Regions from separate parts of the Sus scrofa genome. Here region 2 is linked to region 1. Evidence: chromatin contacts called from public HiChIP or PLAC-seq data. All regions are on one chromosome and are shown on one strand. The core of a region is the stretch at or near the end of the contact, and the rest is flanking DNA. Distances in the headings are between cores, read along the strand shown.

Region 1 (3,943 bases), core at 588-3,087:
TTCCCTCCCAAACCTCCTTAACCTTGAAGTGTTTGTTTGCTTGTTTTGCTTTTTGGGGCTGTACCTGTGGCATAAGGAAGTTTCCAGGCTAGGGGTCAAATTGGAGCTTTTGCTGCCAGCCTATGCTACAGCAACAGCAATGCCAGATCCGAGCTGTGTCTGCGACCTCCACCACAGCTCATGGCAACGCTGGATCCTTAACCCACTGAGTGAGGCCAGGGATCGAACCAAGTACTCACTGTTCCTAGTTGGATTCATTTCTGCTGCACCACAATGGGAACTCCTGAAGTGTTTGTTTAAGCATGCCACCTCTTTCATTATTAAGCCTGCTAAGTATTTCCTTGGCTTTCTCAGCAATAATACCTGTTGATGCCTGTGTGGAATCAGCATTTTTTTTTTTAATTAAGGTATAGTGGATTTACAATATTATATTGGTTTCAGGTAATCTTTGGTTTTTTTTTTGTTTTTTTTTTTTTGTCTTTTTGTCTTTCCAGGGCCATACATATGGCATGTGGAGGTTCCCAGGCTAGGGGTCCAACTAGAGCTGTAGCCACCGGCCTACGCCAGAGCCACAGCAACTCAGGATCCAACCTATACCACAGCTCATGGCAACACCAGATCCTTAACCCACTGAGCAAAGCCAGGGATTGAACCTGCAACCTCATGGTTCCTAGTCGGATTCATTAACCACTGAGCCATGACGGGAACTCCGGTTTCAAATAATCTTTATCTTATTTCTATCTATTCTGATTAATAACCGATTAAAGCTCTGTAATATTATTCAAAATTCCTCAACACTTTTGTGTTTTTTTCTCCCAGTACTCAATCTAGTCCTGATTCACAATTTTCCATACTGAGATTATTAAGACAAATATTAGCTAAATGTAAGATTTTTCTACACCTTCTATTTAGAATTCAGACTCTTGAAGATAAGTCCTTCTCAAATACTGTTTTTATTCACAATATTTTCCCACTAAAATGGTAATTCCAGTTATCTAACAATAGAAAATGACAAAGTCCCACAAAAGCACACATAAAATAACTGCCAAAATTACGGTACCAAGTAGAAATCATTCAAATTTTGTACAATTCTAATATCTTTAAATTCCTGATTTAGCATTTTATTGAAGCCTTAATAATTGCTGCCAAATTAAGGAAACTGTTATTAAATGATAAGCACTAAAAAACTTTGCAGGTTCAATTTTTGTTGTCTAATATGTAGTATTACTAAAAAATGAGTTTATCAAAAATCATGTATTATCACAGGATAATATTGTTTTGGGGAGGTCATATTTACATCTTAGCAATTCACCACAATATCAAGAAACATTTAGATGAGGTAGAAAACCCAGGAATTTTTACTGTAACATGAGCTTATTAGAAAAGGAATTTGGAGTTCCCTTTGTGGCTTAGTGGGTTAAGGACCTGATGTTGTCTCTGTGAGGGTTTGATCCCCGGCCTTGCTCAGTGGGTTAAGGATCTGATTGCCGCAAGCTGCAGCATAGGTCATAGATGTGGTTTGGATCTGGTGTTGCTGTGTCTGTGCTATAGGCCGGCAGCTGCAGCTCCGATTCGACCCCTAACCTGGGAACCTCCATATGCTGCAGGTGCTGCTGTAAAAAGAAGAAAACAAAAAGAAAAAAGAAAAGAAAAGCAATTCTCTCTCAGAAACAATAAAGATCACTTGTAACTGGAACAAATTCAATCCATCTTTTAACGTCTGTGCTGTTATCTTTCCTCTTTTTTTTTTTTTTTTTCTTTTAATGTTAGGATGACACTGGAGACTCCACAATGATGAGTCATGACTCTTGGTTCAGGTTTTTGGTTCTTCTTTATTTTCTGTGCCAGCCAAGTCCTGAGGGATATGGGACAATCACCAAAAGGAGGTGAGGGGGGCTGTGGACGCTGCAGCATCTTTCCTGGGCAGAGTGTGGCTGAGACCGGAGGCTCCAGCGGGAAAGCAGAGTCTCGAAAGCCTGTGGAAGCAGTTCTCACTAGCTCTTGCTCTGGATGGCAGGGACCATCTGGCCAGCCAGTTCCTCCTGCAGACCTCAGAGACCCCAAGCCTGATGATATGAACATGAACATACAGTGGTTATCCGCTGCAGCCTAGAAATGGAGAGGGAAGTTTTGCAGCAGGAGTGCACGTCTGAGAGTATAGACAACGGATCACCGCCTGGGCCCCTGGGTTTGTTGGGGACCTGGGAGCAAGAGCATCAGGAGGAAGGAGGTCTTGAGAAAGAGGAGGAGGAGCGACAGTCCAGAGGAGGGAGTGGTGTAGACACCCCCGTCCCTGGTTGCAAGGAACTTCCCGGGTGAGAAAGGAAGGGCTCTACTTTGCAGAGGGTGAGTGAGTGAGGTTACCATAGTTGGGTGGCAATGTCGTCAAGAGGGCTTGGGTGTGGATAGCTGGACGACAGAGTCCCTGGTGGAGGGGACTTTGTTTGTAACCCTTGCGATGAAGACGGAAGCACGTCCCCATGGCTTGTTATCAGCAGCAGCCGTGCCCTCTTCACGCTCTGGGATGAAAAGTCCTGATGGAAAACACGGGAGCAGGTCCCATCACCCTGAACCCGAGGGGCTCCAGAGGCTGTGAGCAGGGAGAGAGGGCAGGAAGAAGGGGCTTTGGAGGGGAGGGAGGAAGATAAAGAATGTAGAATTCTTGGAGTTCCCGTTGTGGCTCAGCAAAAATGAACTCGACCAGTATACTGGATATGGGCTTGATCCCTGGCTTTGCTCAGTGGGTTAAGGATCTGGCGTTGCCCTGAGCTGTGGTGTAGGTTGCAGATGGGGCTCAGATCCCGAGTTGCTGTGGCGTAGACCTGCAGTTGCAGCTCCGATTGAACCCCGAGCCTGGGAACTTCCATATGCTGTGAGTGTGGCTCTAAAAATCGAAATTAAAAAAAAAAAAATAGAGAATTCTGGTTGTGGTGGGAAAACAAAAAGAAATACAATACAATAGCAGAGGGTGAAGAAGAGGCTGTTCCCTGAGCAGCAGGCTGGTGGCTGGGGACACTGCATAGAGGATCCATTGGGAGAGGGAGCTTTGTCTGAGGCCCAGGTCGTGAGCACAGAACAGGACCAAACGGAGGGAGGAAAGTGGGGATGATGCACCTGGAGCAGGCAGAAAGGGAGGGAGGGCTGCCGCCTTGTTTGAGTCCTGGGAACGCTTCCTGCCTAAGAAGTAGCAAGGAGGCGTTCCCGTCGTGGCACAGCGGAAATGAACCTGGCTAGGAACCGTGAGGTTGAGGGTTCGATCCCTGGCTTTGCCCAGTGGGTTAAGGATCTGGCATTTCTGTGAGCTGTGGTATAGGTTGCAGATGTGGCTTGGATCTGGCATTGCTGAAGGCCACAGGATGGCAGCTACAGCTCCAATTAGACCCGTAGCCTGGGAACCTCCATATGCTGCAGGTGTGGCCCTAGTAAAACAAAAGACAACAGAATAAAATAAATAAAATAAAATAAAATAAAATAAAATAAAATAAAATAAAAAAGTAGCAAGGAAGTGAGAAATTGAATCTAGCGTTTTTCAACTATAGAGCAAGGGCAGCTGAGAGTGGAAATACCACCTCATATTTAAGAAAGCGGCCAGCGCATATGCCTGTGGGTTTATGGAATATTTGGCCAACGCGACCTGCTGTACAGCATAGGGAACTGTACCCAATATTCTGTGACCATCTACATGGGAAAAGAATCTGAAAGAGAATGGATGTGTGTCTGTGTAACTGAATCGCTTTGTGGTAGAGCAGAAAAGATTACAACATTGTAAATCACCTCTACCTCATTAAAACTTTAAAAAAATGCAAAAAAAAAAAAAAGAGGGCAAATTCTGAGAGCAGAAATACATAATCTTGGAATTCCCATCGTGGCTCAGCGGAAATGAACCCAACTGGTATCCATGAGGACGCAGGTTCAATCCCTAGTTTCACTCAGTGGGTTAAGG
Region 2 (4,086 bases), core at 1,178-3,677, 150 kb after region 1:
TTCAAATCACACACACACACACAAATGCCTTATGCTCAAAGAATCCAAAATGACTCTTTTGCCATCCTTAAAGAATGCCTTCTCTTAAACTAAATTTTAATAGTCACATCTCCAAGTAGGGGGTGGTTACAGAAAAGGAATGAGAAGGCACTTTACAAAGTGTAATAACATGAAATCATATAAGGGATACTTCCTTTATTTAAGCTTTTGGAAAGCTATAAAAGAGTACCCAGTTCTGTTATTACTGTCATCATTAGCTTCTTTTTTGGTTTTTCACTTTAAGAAGTGGCGTAAAAGTTGAGGTCTTGACTTCAGAAACAAGAGGTGTTTGCATATGAATCTATAAATCAAAAATACAGCAAGAGAGAATGCTCAGCCACTGTCAACATGAACTCTGATTTTATAATTAAACTATTCTATGAACATCTATATTTTCTAAAGTGAATTGGACTAAAGAAAAGAAAAAAAAAAATCAATGCAACCACCAAACCCTGGTTAAATGGACTCTTTGGTGTCTGTTTTGTCAGTTTATGAAAGAAAATGCTTATCATAGATCTATTTTTTTTTTTTTGCTCAAAGAGTAGCCTTTGTTATATTTTCAATCAAAGTATTTATATAACATTTCTGAAAAAAATCCATGTGCCTTTTATTTTAATTCCGATGTATTTGAACGTATATTCATATAAAATGATAACATCATTTTATTCCATTCCATATTTAATGTAGAAGATACTACTGTAATTCTTTTAAAACAAAAGAAAAGTGTACCTTCATTTAAAAGTCCTTTTTGGCTCTCCTTGGCCATGAATTTTCTCAAAAGTAACACTTCCTAAGGATGTCAGATACTATAACTTGCCTTTCATTCTAGGCCTCAATTTTATGAGCTGAACATCTGGATTTGATGACAGGAAAATATTTCCTTCCGCTGACTTTTCTAATAATCTTTTCGTACAGATACACAGGCCTCATGGTTGTTAGTAAAATTGACATGATTTTAATATCTACTGTTTTAACACACAGTGGATTGTGGGATTTTCAGTGGCTTTTTCTAATTAAATACATTTTAAATTCCTTATAAAAACAATGTTAAGAGCCACTCTAAAAAGTATTAGGGCCACAGATGTTTTCCTTTATGCTGTTAATTGATTGAAGGTCCATCCAAATGTTGTTAAAACGTCCAGAGGTTAACAATAATGATAGCACATGGGTCAGATTAAAATTCTTTTTGTGCAAAAAAGAAAGACTGGAAAGAAAAAAAAAAAAAGAAATGGTTGCCTTTTCTCCTTCCCATTAAAGAAAAATTAGCTAGTGGAATGAAACAGCAGCCTGGCATCTGCAGCGCCTTTCCCTTATGTTATAATAGAAATGTATTTAAAATTTAAATAGCATTTAAAATTTATGCACCCAGGTTATAGGTACCAGGTTTGTTTTTAGTGAAACGAGAACTCTCTCTTTCCAGCTCTTGTCCTACTTTACAATTATTGCGAATCATCTATGGACCTCTTTAGTTTTCAGTAGAGAGCAACATAGCAAGCAACTTTGGTCTCTCCCTCGAAATGCATGAGCATGACAATTAAAATGTAAAAACGAGGTAATTTTTCTTGTCTGCTATTTGAAACAACTGAGAATGAATGACAGAGCCATGAATAGCTTGGGAGCTTGTTTTGCCTCAGGAAATGTATCAACGGATTGGATCTGCCCAACAAATTCATTTACATCTGTAAGAACACCGTGCTGCCTACATGGCTGATTTTTCTCTTATTCTTATAGTCTTTATCTTTGCATGTTTATGATAGAAATAAGTTAATCTGTGCACAGGATAGAAAAGGACCAGGAGACCTCATCTTCCTCTTAAAATCAGAGACTGGTGAGGGGCTCTTTTATTCCTGTTGCTTTATTTTTAGATAGTGCTCTTGAATTTTCTTAGGCTCTTCACTGCTTACTGAGAGTCGAGTTTTGGTCAAAATGCTGTTTTATTTTGTTTGGTTTTCTCGTGTTCTAATGAGTAGCACTATTTCCTCTTTCTTGGAGGGTTGGGATTCCTAAAAAGTTAAAAAAGAAAGAGAAAAGGAAGAGGGAGACTACATGAATGGGCATCTTTATTAGTTGCACAGTAAGACAATTCTAGAGGAATAAAAAGACTCTAGAAATCACCTATGTTAATGCATCCATTTTACAAATGAAAAAACTGAAACTCAAGAACATCTAGGGACTTGTTCTGTCTTATACCCCCAAGGAGGGATCTTGGTCCAGAATTCCTCCTGTCCACACAAGGTACGTAGGCGTCTACCTGGCAAAATGAGGTGAGTATCAGATTAAATCTTCAGGGACAAGTTCTGACTCTAAACGCTACCTCCCATTCCTTTGGCCTAGATGTAGACTCTGATGTGTGTGGCTGGGTCATCCCTCGATGTCTTCAAACCTCAGTTCCCTGTTCAGTGAAGTGAACTGCTGATCCAGTTCCTCTTCTTGAGCATGCCTGGTATTTGGGGCTGGATAGCTGGGCTGCCTCTTGCATGGCAGGATGGTTCACCCACCTCCCTGGCCTTCGAAAGCTAGATGCAGCCGCAGCCCTAACCCCTTCTCCCCTCCCCCACCATCAGGACAACCAAATGTCCCTACAAGGGCAAACTTTGCCAGCCCTTGCCACCTTCCTCGAGAACCAGTGGTTAAGCTGAAATCATTTCTTTAGGACTCCTCCCGCAGCATTAATTGTACAAGTCTAGAGGACCAAGTTAACTCTTGGCTGGCTCAACAGGAAGGACCCACCAGACTATTTCTGACTTAAAAGGTCAGAAATAGTCACCGGTGAGATTTTTACTGTAGTCCTGAGTTAGTAAATATTGGAAAGGTTTAAGAAGATGTAACAAAGCAATATAAAAAAATTTACTGACTGTAAGGGGTATCTTTTTTTTTTTTTTTTTTAGGGCTGCACCTGCGGCATATGGAGGTTCCCAGGCTAGAGGTCCAATCAGAGCAACAGCTGTGGCCACAGCCGCAGCCACAGCCACAGCCACACTAGATCAGAGCTGCATCTGCAACCTACACCTCACGGCCATGCCAGATCCTTAGTCCACTGAGTGAGGTCAGGGATCGAACCCACAACCTCATGGTTCCTAGTTGGATTTGTTTCTGCTGTGCCACGATGGGAACTCCATTTTTTTATGTAACAATTATCCGTGTATTAATCCGTTGTCCTCCAAAGCACACCAACAATTCAGTTATTATTTCATAGATTAATAGGGACCTGCTGCACATCATAGGTTCCTCTCTGAGACCAATTTCAACTGTGAATGTTGTTTCTGATAAGATTTGCTGGAACAAGCATTAAGTGTTTCATGGCAAGAAGGGTCACAGATGTCTTTTCATTCCTTGCACATGGAAGAAATAGACACCTACTATCCTTAGTTTTTAAATTGAAAGATGTTTTTTCTTCCCTTTCTTTCCCTCTTCATCCCTATTTTTCCCCCAGTGCATCCAGATACATGCGGGTAGGATGTGAAAGCCTCATACAAGGCAGGGTAAGAACAGGAGCTACAAAGGGAGATCAGAAACTTGTTTAGCAACTGGTGCAGCTCTGCGTTCACAGGGCTACTTTTTTTGTCAGGCGTTGCTACAAGTTCCCCGAGGAAGTTTACTGACTGATGGTTTTACAAGAAATGCTTGTCATGGAGATGGAGGGAGGGGGGGCACACAAGGAAAGTTTACTTGCTGTAAAGTGGGAGCTGAGAGCTCACATAGGTTGGTTAGGTTCTGCCAGATGGAGATAAAAACTGACGCAGCCACATCCTGTGACTAGAAAGTTCTGTTAAAGCTGGCAGAACTCTATCAGGGAGTAGCTAGACAAAGGCACTAGACAAGGAGATGCAGTTAGAGGGGGGACAACCAATTTTATTTAAATTAGTGCTTAGAGAACCCTTGAAATGCAGCATAGGGTAGAATTAAATCCTTTGACGCCTCTTGTATATATGCATAGGAATATCTAAAATCAAGATTTTGATCAGTCCTTTTTTTTTTTTTTTCCTAGTAAAGCAGACTTTGGGCTGAAATCCAAAACTTTTTCTTATTAGAGCAGAGACGATTACC

Evidence for each region. HiChIP or PLAC-seq counts read pairs in DNA pulled down with a chosen protein or histone mark.
Region 2: an H3K27ac HiChIP or PLAC-seq map of alveolar macrophages shows a contact between it and region 1. The contact joins two enhancer-like sites.

The regions. Positions count from the first base shown.
Region 1 is chr10:21,349,399-21,353,341 of Sscrofa11.1, forward strand. No RefSeq gene overlaps it. Among named protein-coding and RNA genes, the nearest start is that of ATP6V1G3, 43 kb to the right of the region's middle. Within about 2 kb of position 1,838, at least 2 of the 83 cell types and tissues checked have an H3K27ac peak or open chromatin away from gene starts, as enhancers often do. A contact at or near this core is called in alveolar macrophages, where this site is marked.
Region 2 is chr10:21,497,169-21,501,254 of Sscrofa11.1, forward strand. All of the region lies in intron 2 of PTPRC (receptor-type tyrosine-protein phosphatase C), which reads left to right. Among named protein-coding and RNA genes, the nearest start is that of PTPRC, 16 kb to the left of the region's middle. Within about 2 kb of position 2,428, at least 14 of the 83 cell types and tissues checked have an H3K27ac peak or open chromatin away from gene starts, as enhancers often do. A contact at or near this core is called in alveolar macrophages, where this site is marked.